2 separate regions of the Pogona vitticeps genome follow, and region 2 is linked to region 1. The links are chromatin contacts, called in public Hi-C maps. All regions are on one chromosome and are shown on one strand. Each heading gives the region's core, a stretch centred on a gene start, on an enhancer-like site or on the middle of the called end of the contact. The rest is flanking DNA. Distances are from core to core; before and after follow the strand shown.

What was found. Hi-C and Micro-C count contacts between places; a contact is called where the count stands out from the background.
Region 2: a Hi-C map of blood shows a contact between it and region 1, with 6 times the contacts expected there. The contact joins the promoter of KIF13B here to the promoter of INTS9 in region 1. A contact is called at or near these places in 2 of 2 Hi-C or Micro-C datasets (blood and muscle).

The regions. Positions count from the first base shown.
Region 1 is chr1:4,600,281-4,605,219 of PviZW2.1, forward strand. INTS9 (integrator complex subunit 9) reads right to left here and starts at 2,489. Exons shown (of 17, transcript XM_072986470.2): 1 at 2,338-2,489. The coding sequence starts at 2,346. HMBOX1 (homeobox containing 1) reads left to right here and starts at 2,696. Exons shown (of 10, transcript XM_072986550.2): 1 at 2,696-3,095.
Region 2 is chr1:4,957,649-4,962,406 of PviZW2.1, forward strand. It overlaps KIF13B (kinesin family member 13B), which reads right to left and starts at 1,822. Exons shown (of 40, transcript XM_078381692.1): 1 at 1,678-1,822. The coding sequence starts at 1,732.

The DNA.
Region 1 (4,939 bases), core at 1,239-3,738:
ATCATCATCATCATAACTAGCTATAACTGCAGCTCTTGCCATTTGGGTGGGCATTTGAGGAGTTAAATGTCCAAAACACTTTGAGGCACAAAGTTCTTCGTGCCTGCTGTAAAGGTGAGCATGTCAATTTTATAAAAATCAGTATGGAAAAATCAGTATACAAAGGTGAGAGGGTCTCCTGCTTCCAATGTATGGCCCTCTGGACTAACAACTTTTTCTTTTGCTCTCTTTCTCTGTGTCTCCCCCTCTTTATTCAGACAGCAAATAATGCTTGCTAGGTAAAGGTTTCCCTTGACATTTAGTCCAGTTGTGTCCGATTCTAGAGCGCGGTGCTCATCCCCAACTCCAAGCCATAGAGCCAGCGTTTGTCCGAAGATAGTTTCCGTGGTCACGTGGCCAGCACGACTACACACGGAACACCGTGACCTTCCCACAGAGGTGGTGCCTGTTTATCGACATGCATTTATATGCTTTCGACCGGCTAGGTTGGCAGGAGCTGGGACAAGCGACGGAAGCTCCCTCCGTCACGTGGATTCTATCTTACGACGGCTGGTCTTCTGACCCTGCAGCACAGAGGCTTCTGCGGTTTAACCCACAGCGCCACCAGGTCCCCTGTTGCTTGTTAGGACTCCATTGAAGCTTATTTGCTTTTCATGCCCTCTGGACATCTGTAACCACCTCTAAAGGAAAAAGGAAAGGGGTGGATGTATACGGGTGGCTGCTCACACTTCACTGACCCATGTCATCACTCCTGTCTGTCACAGAGAGGTCCGGCTGGGTTGTGAGTGGATGAAATTTTGACATCGCATTGTTGTTTGAACGCGCTGTAAGCAATCACAAGCAAGCCTTCAGAATGGCCCATCAGGGTGTTCAAGCAACTGCCACAAAATTTTGCTCTGCCGACAGGTGCTGCCGAGGCTGCTCCTCAAAAGCTGGCCGCTCCGTTTTTCCGGAAGGCTTGGGAAGAACATGAAGATTGACCTTCCTGTGGCACCCATTCTCTCTTTGAATCTCTCCGTGTGAAAGACAAGTTCGCTCACAGGCAGCTTCTCTTCCCTTTGCTACAAGCTTTAAGAATGAGAAGATGGCCCAGCCCGGTTTAGATCTTTGGAACGAAAAGCCGAGCCAAAACCACCCTGAGACTTAACAATGCAGATAAAACACAACAGGGACAACAACAGAGAACCCTGTGCTGACACCTGAAAAATTATTATGGCTTTTTTGGGGGGGGGGTGTGAGCAGAGACTACCTTGCTACCTCCACGCAGGACCTAACAGCTGTTTGCCTCATCAGAAAAATGTTCTGATGTGCCGTCACATCGCCTTCAAATTATGTCGACCCCATTAACGAGCGATCTCCAAAATGTCCTGCCCTCAACTGCCCTGTTCTTGTAAACTCAAGCCTTGTGCCTTCCTTTAGGGAGTCCGTCCATCTTGCATTATTGGGTCTTCCTCTTTTCCTGCTGCCTTTCCACCTTTCCCAGCATGAGGGTCTTTTCCAAAAGAATCCTGCCTTCTCGGGACATGTCCAAAGTAGGACAGCCTCGGTTTCAACATTTTGGCCTCCAGAGATCATTTTAGAGTTTTATTCGCTCTGGGACCTACTTCTTTTGTCATTCTGGCCATCACGGATATTCAAAAAAAAAGCTCTCCTCTATGGGGTGACATTTGAAACCAATGAGGTTTTTTTAAAAAAAGAAACGTTAGGTAGTAAGAATAGGACATAACACGGAAGATGAGCCCTTTTCCAAGACAACAGCTTTTTCTTAACAAAAAAAAAAAGGTGAGTGGGTTTCTGGGCCAAAGATACAGGTACACAAAAAACAAGATGTGGTTTTGCAGGGAGACCCCTAAAGCACTCTGTGCATGCTCAAAAAACACAGCCTTCCACCCTTTCCTTGGCTTTCAAGCCCAAAAAACAAAAACACTCCGGAGCCATCAAAATCCATGAGGAGCTGAAACTTTTAACAATCCATGAAACTCTTCCTTGGCATGATGGATCGATACCTGTTCATGGCTGGATTAAAATGTGGTTTCTGTTTAAATGGGTGTGTGTGTGTGGAGAATATTGGGGGGACGAAACAGGGCTTTTGATCCCTTGACCCCTGAGGGATGGAGAAGAAAGGGGCGGGAAAGGAGGAGGAGGAGGAGAAAGAATGCCATTTAAGGAATTAATTAATCTTGCTCAAATGCAAATTCCTCACCCAAATTGGGTCAAAGAGCTACAGCCCACCTCCCCCTAAGTGGCAAGTGGGGTGAAATGGGGTGTCCCCCTCATATCCTTCCCCTACCAAGTCTATCCCAACCCTTCCCCCCCCCCCAGGACCAACACACTCACCAGCTTCATGCTTTCGCCCGACTCTATTTCGCCCAGACCATCCTCCTGACGCTTTCCTGGCCCGGCCCGCTCCCAAAGGCCTCCTGGGAAATGTAGTCCGCGGCTCCGCCCGCTTTTTATGAGTCCCCTCTCCTCTTCCTAACCCCACGAATGAAGTCATCGCCCGGCCTTTCCGTCCCGCAAAGCCCGCTGGGAAGCGTAGTCTTCTCCCCCCTCCTCCTCTTCTCTCCCTCCCTCCCTCCCCTCATCTGCCGCCATTCCATTGGCTCGGCCGCTCGAGCGCGGCCTGCTGGGAGTCGTAGTTCCCCTCTGCCGCCTCTCCCCAGCCACCTTAGGGGAGGGAGAACTACAAGTCCCAGGGCTTCCCCGCGGCGGCAGGTGGGAGCTTGGATGTTGATATCAACATGGCGCTTGTCAGACAGACAAAGACAGTCAGTCTGGTCTGATTGAGCCCAAAGGGGAGCAGGAAGGAGGGGGGAGGCGCCTTTCCCCCCCCCTTTTAAAATTTTTCTTGGGGGGGGGCAGCCTCGGAGAGCAGGGGCTGGGGGCTTGATCCGTGAGGAACCCCGGGCAGCATCCTTTCCTTTTATTTAGCAGGCTCCTCTCTCTCTTTTTTCTTAATTTATTTTTTTTAAGAGGAGAGGGGAAAAAAAAAAAGGGGGGGAATTCCCTTTATTTTTTTCCACCTTTTTGGGGGAGCTACCCGCCACTTCTCCTGCTCCATGGTCAAGCGGAGAGGAAGGGATCCGGACCCAAAGGTGAGTGTCCTTTGAGGAGGGAAGGGCAGGATCCCGGAAACGTGGAGCGATCTTGCCAAAAGGCGACCCAAAAGGGGGGGGGGTGTCGTGGCTTCTCTCTCTCCCCCCCTTCTGCCTTTTGTTTTAATTTTTTTGGGGGGGAGAGTCTGTCTGGTTGGAGAAATTCAGAATTCCCCCCCCCCTTTTTTTCTGGTTTTCTTTTTCTTCTCTGTCTTTTTTTTTTCCTTCTTTTTTGGGGGGGTGTCAAGAAGGGTTGGGTGGGAAGGAAGCGACCCTTCCCTCCAAGCTTCTCAAGTGACTTTGTGGTGTGTGTTTGTGTGAGAAGATTTTAGAGTTTGTGGGCTGGGGAAAGGGGAAAAGATCAAAATCCCACCCACCCCTTTTCTGTGCTGAACAGGCAAAAAAAAAAAAAAAAAAAAAAGGTTGATGAATTCGATTTTTTTTAAAAAATGGTTTTGGTTTCCTTTTTTATATATATATATGTAACAGGGAAGTTCAAAAGCTCGGGATAGGAGGGTCCCCTTGAAAGGGGATGGTGTCGAGCAAAAGAGGTGGAGAGGAGAGGCTTCTTTGAATGTCCAGTCAAGATCACTCTGATCACAGGTTATTTGCCGGTGAACTCCCTTGAGCTGGTGCAGAGGCAAAAAAAGAAAATACGGTCCCCCACCTTGCCTCACTTTGGACATCATGGGGCTGACAAGTTAGGATGATTCAGATCTGCGAGATGGTTGATTGGAAACAGAGGCTGACCGTCGTGCCTTTTCGGGGGTTAATTACACTAAGCCAGGGTGCAGGGAAGAAGAGAGAAGAGGGTGTCATATTGTCTGCTTTTGAGTTTGGGATTTTTCTAGGCGTCTGGAAAAAAACAACAGCACCCAGGTTACTAGATGAGAAACCAGCTTGCGCGTTACATGAAATCAAGCCAGACCTGGAGGCTGAAACAACTGATTCCGAACAAGTATGTTCTTCTTTCTCTTTCTCGGTCAAGGTGCTGATCCCTCGGGGCGTAAGAAAAGTCAACCAGGGACATGGCAGAGCTGCAGGTCTCTCCCAAGTTTTGTGAGAACAACGTGGGCAAGACATTTGGGCTTTGCAGCATTGGTGTGTGGGGATGATCCAGGGATGGGAGGGGGGCAGCCCTTGTGTTTGCTACTTTCCTGCTGGGGTTTGCTAGACCCTATTACAAGGTGCAAAAGAAATTAGCTTGTCTGGAATATTAGGGGAAGGGCAGAGGATGGATTTTATTCCCGATAGCCTTGCAGGGCGGTTGCTCGCTTCCTCCAGGGCGCTTCAAATCGGAATGTATTTTAAAGGAGGTGGCAGGAAGTAGGGCATGATAGAGCGAGAGGGTTCGAATTTCATCCCAGCTATGTTTTCTAGGTGAACGGATCCTGAACGGGGCATAGACCACGTTCCCTGTTGCTTCATTAAACCCTAGTTTTAACGAAACTTTAATAGCCTTGCTTGCTCTCTCTGACACGCTCAAATCGGCTGAAATGTTTTGACTTCGCTGTGTTTTGGGTTTGGAGTGTGTGTGGGTTTCTTGCTGGGCTTTTGGGGGCGACGAGCATTCCCGTGTGCATCTCCCATGTGCATCGTGTGCACAGGTTGGAAAGGGAGATGGCGGTGCCCCTCTCGAGAGGACTGAAAGGTGGCTGGCTGACGGGTCTCTGGCGGAAGGGGGAGTCCTGCAGCTGAGCCGTGGGGTGTGCCAGGCTCTTGCGCTGCAGGGACTGGCCGGGGGAGGCCTGTTGCAAAGAAGGAGAGCGTGACAGGAGGGTTTTGCAAACTGTTGCTGCGCCTCCATCTTCCAAAGCGTTGCATCTGCGGTGGAAGTGTCGGTT
Region 2 (4,758 bases), core at 572-3,071, 360 kb after region 1:
GGAAGAGGCATAGAAGGGGGGGGGTTTAAAATGCACCGGACAAACATAGAAAAAGGAGAATATTAAGCGAGAAAGGGAAGGGAAGAGAGTGTCCAGGGTGCTAAAACTTGCCCGACTTTCCGTCTTCCAAGATTTCCCGTTGGGAATAACTCCTGAACGCCGGGGAAACCTAAATCGCTCCGGACACTCTTCGGGGACACCCCAATACTGACACGAGAGGTGCCTTTTTGGGCTACGGGGGAATTCCTCACTCAACCTAACCTTCCCCCCCCACCCCCCGGGGATTGCTGACCAAGGAAGAACATTGCTTTCTTTATTAAAATTTGGGAAATTCGTTTCCTTAGTTGCCTCCCTATCTCCTGCTGGAGCAAAAAGGCCGTCCTTCGGGGGGGGGCGCTCCCATCCCCGCTGCCCGACTGAAAGCAAAAGGGGGACCTCCAGAGTAGACCTTTGGTCTAGATGGGCGGGAGAGAAATCCAGTAAGTAAATAAAATACATAAACTGCCCCTCCGGCAAGTCAAAGCAAGGATCCGCTCCTTGGGTGCTGCCGACCAGTTAAAGGAACCCCCCCCCTCTGTCCACCTGTTTCTGCCCTTGGGAGACCCTAGGGGTCAATGCCTCCGACCCGCTCCCTCCAAGCCCTCCCTTTTACTCACATGGATTTTTTTGGTGGGGGAGGAAGGCTTTGCTTGAGGGAGGGGGTTCTCAGTTCCCTTCCCTCTGGACGAGAGGGTCTGTAATGAAGCTTTTTGGAGGTGACTTTCACTCTATCCCTCCCTCCCCACATACACTGCAATGTGTGTGGTGGGGGGGTTTCTGCATCACCCCCCCCCCAAACAAAGCAACCATTTCTTCCTCCTCTCCTTGACCCTGCCAAAATTGGTGGGGTGGGCGTGTTAACTGTTTTAAGGGTCTTCCTCGTCTCCCCCATCCCCACATTTTAAGCAGCCAATCCCCCTTCTTTCTCCTTGGGTCTTTTTTATGGGGGGGGGGTTGGTAGGGTCATCTCATTGCATTATTATTTTTTGCAATACAGGGGTCCCCCCTTAGTGTTAAGAGAGGGGGCACCCAGGGGTTTTTCCACGCTCCTCTTTTGGGGACCCCCTCCTCACCCCCTCTCTTGCAAGGGGGGCAATTCTTCTTCCCTCCCATAAAAAGGTTTTTTTTCCCTTTATTCGTCCCCCCCCTCCAAATCCTTCCAGCCCAATCTCAGTGCCATCTTCCCATTGGGGGGGGCTCTTCCTTCTCTCTTCTCCCCTCCCCTCCCCCTCCCCCTCCTGCTTTGGGACAGAGGCTGCCTGGCTCTCTCTCTCCCCACCCCCCCCTTTTCAGAAAGGGTGGGGGTCGCCCCCTCCCCATTTCCTTAGGACACCCTCCCCTCCTTTAAATGGGACACCCTCCCCTTCCCAACCCCCCCTTATCCTCTTTCCTGATGGGGAGGGGAGTTCTCCCTTCCCTGCCCCTCCCCTCTCGGGTGCTTTGGTACCCCCCCCCCATTTTGGGGGGGGTTGAGAGAGAGGAAAGGGGATCCTTCTACCTCCCCCTCCCCAGTACTGGGGGGGTCCCCCTTCCTCTCCCCCCCCAGCACTCTTCCCCTTCGGGGGGGGACTTCTCCTCCTCCTCCTCCTTCCCCCCCCCCCACTGCCAGCCAGCCCCCCCTCCGTCCCCTCGACTCACCCCTCCGGTTGAGGGGCCGGACCCGCACCGCCACCTTCACTTTGGAGCCCCCCATCTCTCTCTCTCTCTCGCCCGCCCGCCTCAGCCTTCCGTCTTCTTCGGGGCAAAGGCGAGCCGAGCACGGGAGGGACCAGCCAGGGGGCGGGAGGGAGGGAGGGGCGGGCCCTCAGGGACCCGCCCACCAGGACTACGACTCCCGGCCTGCCCTGCGCACGCCGACGCCCCACGCCCCTTCCCTCGCCTCTTTTCGGCCCTCCTCGCCTGCCGTCGCCCTTCTTCCCCGGCGCCTGACGGGAAATGGAGTCCGCTCTTTCCCGTCAGGCGGCGGCTCCGCGCTAAGTCTCCTGGGAAGCGTAGTCCGAAGAAGGGGGAGAGGAGGAGGAGGAGGAGGAGGAGGAGGCGGCCAACAAAGTCGAGGCGCTTTCCTCCAACCTGAGGGCTTGGGGAACTACAGGGCCCATGCGGGCTGGGGATGATGGGTGCTCGAGTCGCCCGCCGCCCTAACGCGTCCTTCCCAAGACCTCGAGAATATACATATATACAGACAGACTGACAGACTGATTGATTGATTGATTGATTGATTGATTGATCCCCCTCAGAGTGACCTCAGCCCCCCCCCGGCTGTCTCGAGAGCCAGTGGTTCACAACCTCGGGTGCCCGAATGTTCTCGGACTACAACTCCCAGGAATCCTAGCCGACCCACCTAGGGGTGAAGGCTTCTGGGAGTTGTAGTCCTGGAACATCTGGGGACACCCCCCACCTTCCAGAGGGGCCCAGCTGCTGCTACACCTTTAACATTAAAGAAGGCTTTTAATTGAAATAACGTTCAACTGTGGGTCCTGATGGCAATTTTAATTGTATTTTAATCATTTTATATTTTATTGTATTTTAATTAAATTTTAATTGTTGTAAGCAGCCCAGAGACCTTTGGGTAGAGTGGGCGGCATATAAGTTAAATAAATAAATAAATAAATAAATAAATAAATAAATAAATAACTTTGCCAGGGAGAGGTCAGGCCTCTTTCCCTGCAGCCTCCTTTTTTTCAATGCTAGCAGAGGCTTTTTACCTGATACACACCTCTTGGCCCCCAAAGGACCGCTGAAGACGCAGATCCACGGTCCAAATAAAAAGAGCAGCCGCCTGCCTAGGTTGCAGGGTGAAGAATGATGGACTCTGGGTGTGTATGAACCACAGCATCCATTATCCCCAGCCAGCGTGGCGAGAAAGGATCCCAGTTGCCTTCCAAAGACCTCTGGAGGGCCCCGGGCATCCATGCCGGCTCAAGACTGCATCATGGTGGTGGTGTCGTTGCATGTCGTCAAGTCGCCTCCAACGTATGGAAACCCCGTGAAGGAGTCACCTCCAAAATGCCCCGTCCTCAACTGCCCTCCTTAGTTCTGTGGCTTCCTTGATGGAGTCAGTCCATCTCATGTTTATTTGGCTTTCCTCTTTTCCTACCGCCTTCAACTTTTCCTGCCATTATTCCCAACCTCCTGTAGTTTCCTATTGTTGAGGAGAAGAGCTGTCCCTCTGTGGTGGGGCACAAAACACTTTGTATGCGAGAGATTTCCTTCATGTCCATGCTTTGGTGTCTCTGCTTATGGAAATCAGGGCCCGAGTCAGGAAAGAACCAAGCTTAAGCCCCTGAAGAACAGCTGTCAATACCAAGCATTTAAAAAAAAAAAACACAGGGCTAGCTGGATGGATGATTGGATTCTACATAAAATGGTTTCAGTGGAAAAGTGGTAAAAATGGAAAAATCCAAAGGGCTAGTCAGGATCCACATCAACAGTTCAAGCAGTTCCCACCTCTCCAAAAAAGCATGTCTTTTGTGAAGCTGATGGATCTTGATGGCCTGTTTAGGACTGAGTCCTCCCCAACTCATGCTGGATTCCAGTAAGGGACAGCACACCATCAACCTGTTGTGAGTCTTTTGGAGCTAATGAGGTTTAATTGCCCTTTCAAGATCAAGTCACCAAAACAGGTTGCATCATAATAAGGAAAATGTGCTTGTTTACTGGTAAAAAGTCCAACCTTATTCCTGCCCAGGACTCAGTAGATGGATGCTAAGCTGGTTAATGCATTACCCCTGCAAAGCGCCAGGACGTCACGCCTGCAAGCCCTAGATCTTCTCCACCGCTGGATCCAGGAATGTGCAAGAGCTCTGTGGCATCAGCAGTTTTGCTTCTTTTCCACCCTCCCATCTCCTTTGGTGAGTCAGGTTGCTGAAACTCCTCCCGCCCACCAGATACTCTCCTGCTCAGGGATCATGCCCGCCCAGCCCCAGCCACACCCTTTGGCATCCACATTGACACCAGTCACGGGCCCCACCCGGTTGGGCTTCTCCGATTTCACCAGACGCTGCTCACAGTGTTTACTTGCGGGCTAAAAACGCACTCTTTGAACAGCAGCAACAGAAAGGTTCTCAGATAGCAGAGTTCCGGGTGTAATGCATGTTGATGCATGGCAATGGCTTAGCAGAGCATGGAAGTCCGCCTTAAACCACAGCGATGCCCCTGTCTAACTGCACCCCTGGAAATCACGGTCTTTGGGCAGCCTAAGGTGCAAATATAAAGGAGGAAATGTACCAAACAGAGGGGCGGAGAGCTGGCACAGACAGCTGAGTTGAAATCTGGCTTCATGTAAGGCTGGTTTATTTTAAACTGAACCACTTATCAGAGTCAAGGGCCCTGCATCACACACCTGGGAATAAGAGGCGTGGATGCTTTCTTTACATCTGTGATGCCCTAGCCAGCTTTTTGCAAAGAGAATTTGTTTACAGACAATTAAAAACAATCAACAGAACAGTAAACATAACAAAAGAACAAAGACATGGGAAGGGAGGGAGAACCTACCCTTAGGCAGCGGGAGGCAGCCAAGACTGGCACATTTTTTCGTGTACGTAACTAAAAGACAGCAAATTGTTATCAGTTATGATGCAGTGGTGTATTAATCTCTAGAAGTGCAAGAGCTCATCACGGCTGTCTCCTGCTCTTTGAAGGCCGCAACCCACTTTTGAAAGTGTCAAAAGGTTGGCAAAAGGATCGGTGTGTTTAAACAAATGGGGAGCAGTCTTTTGT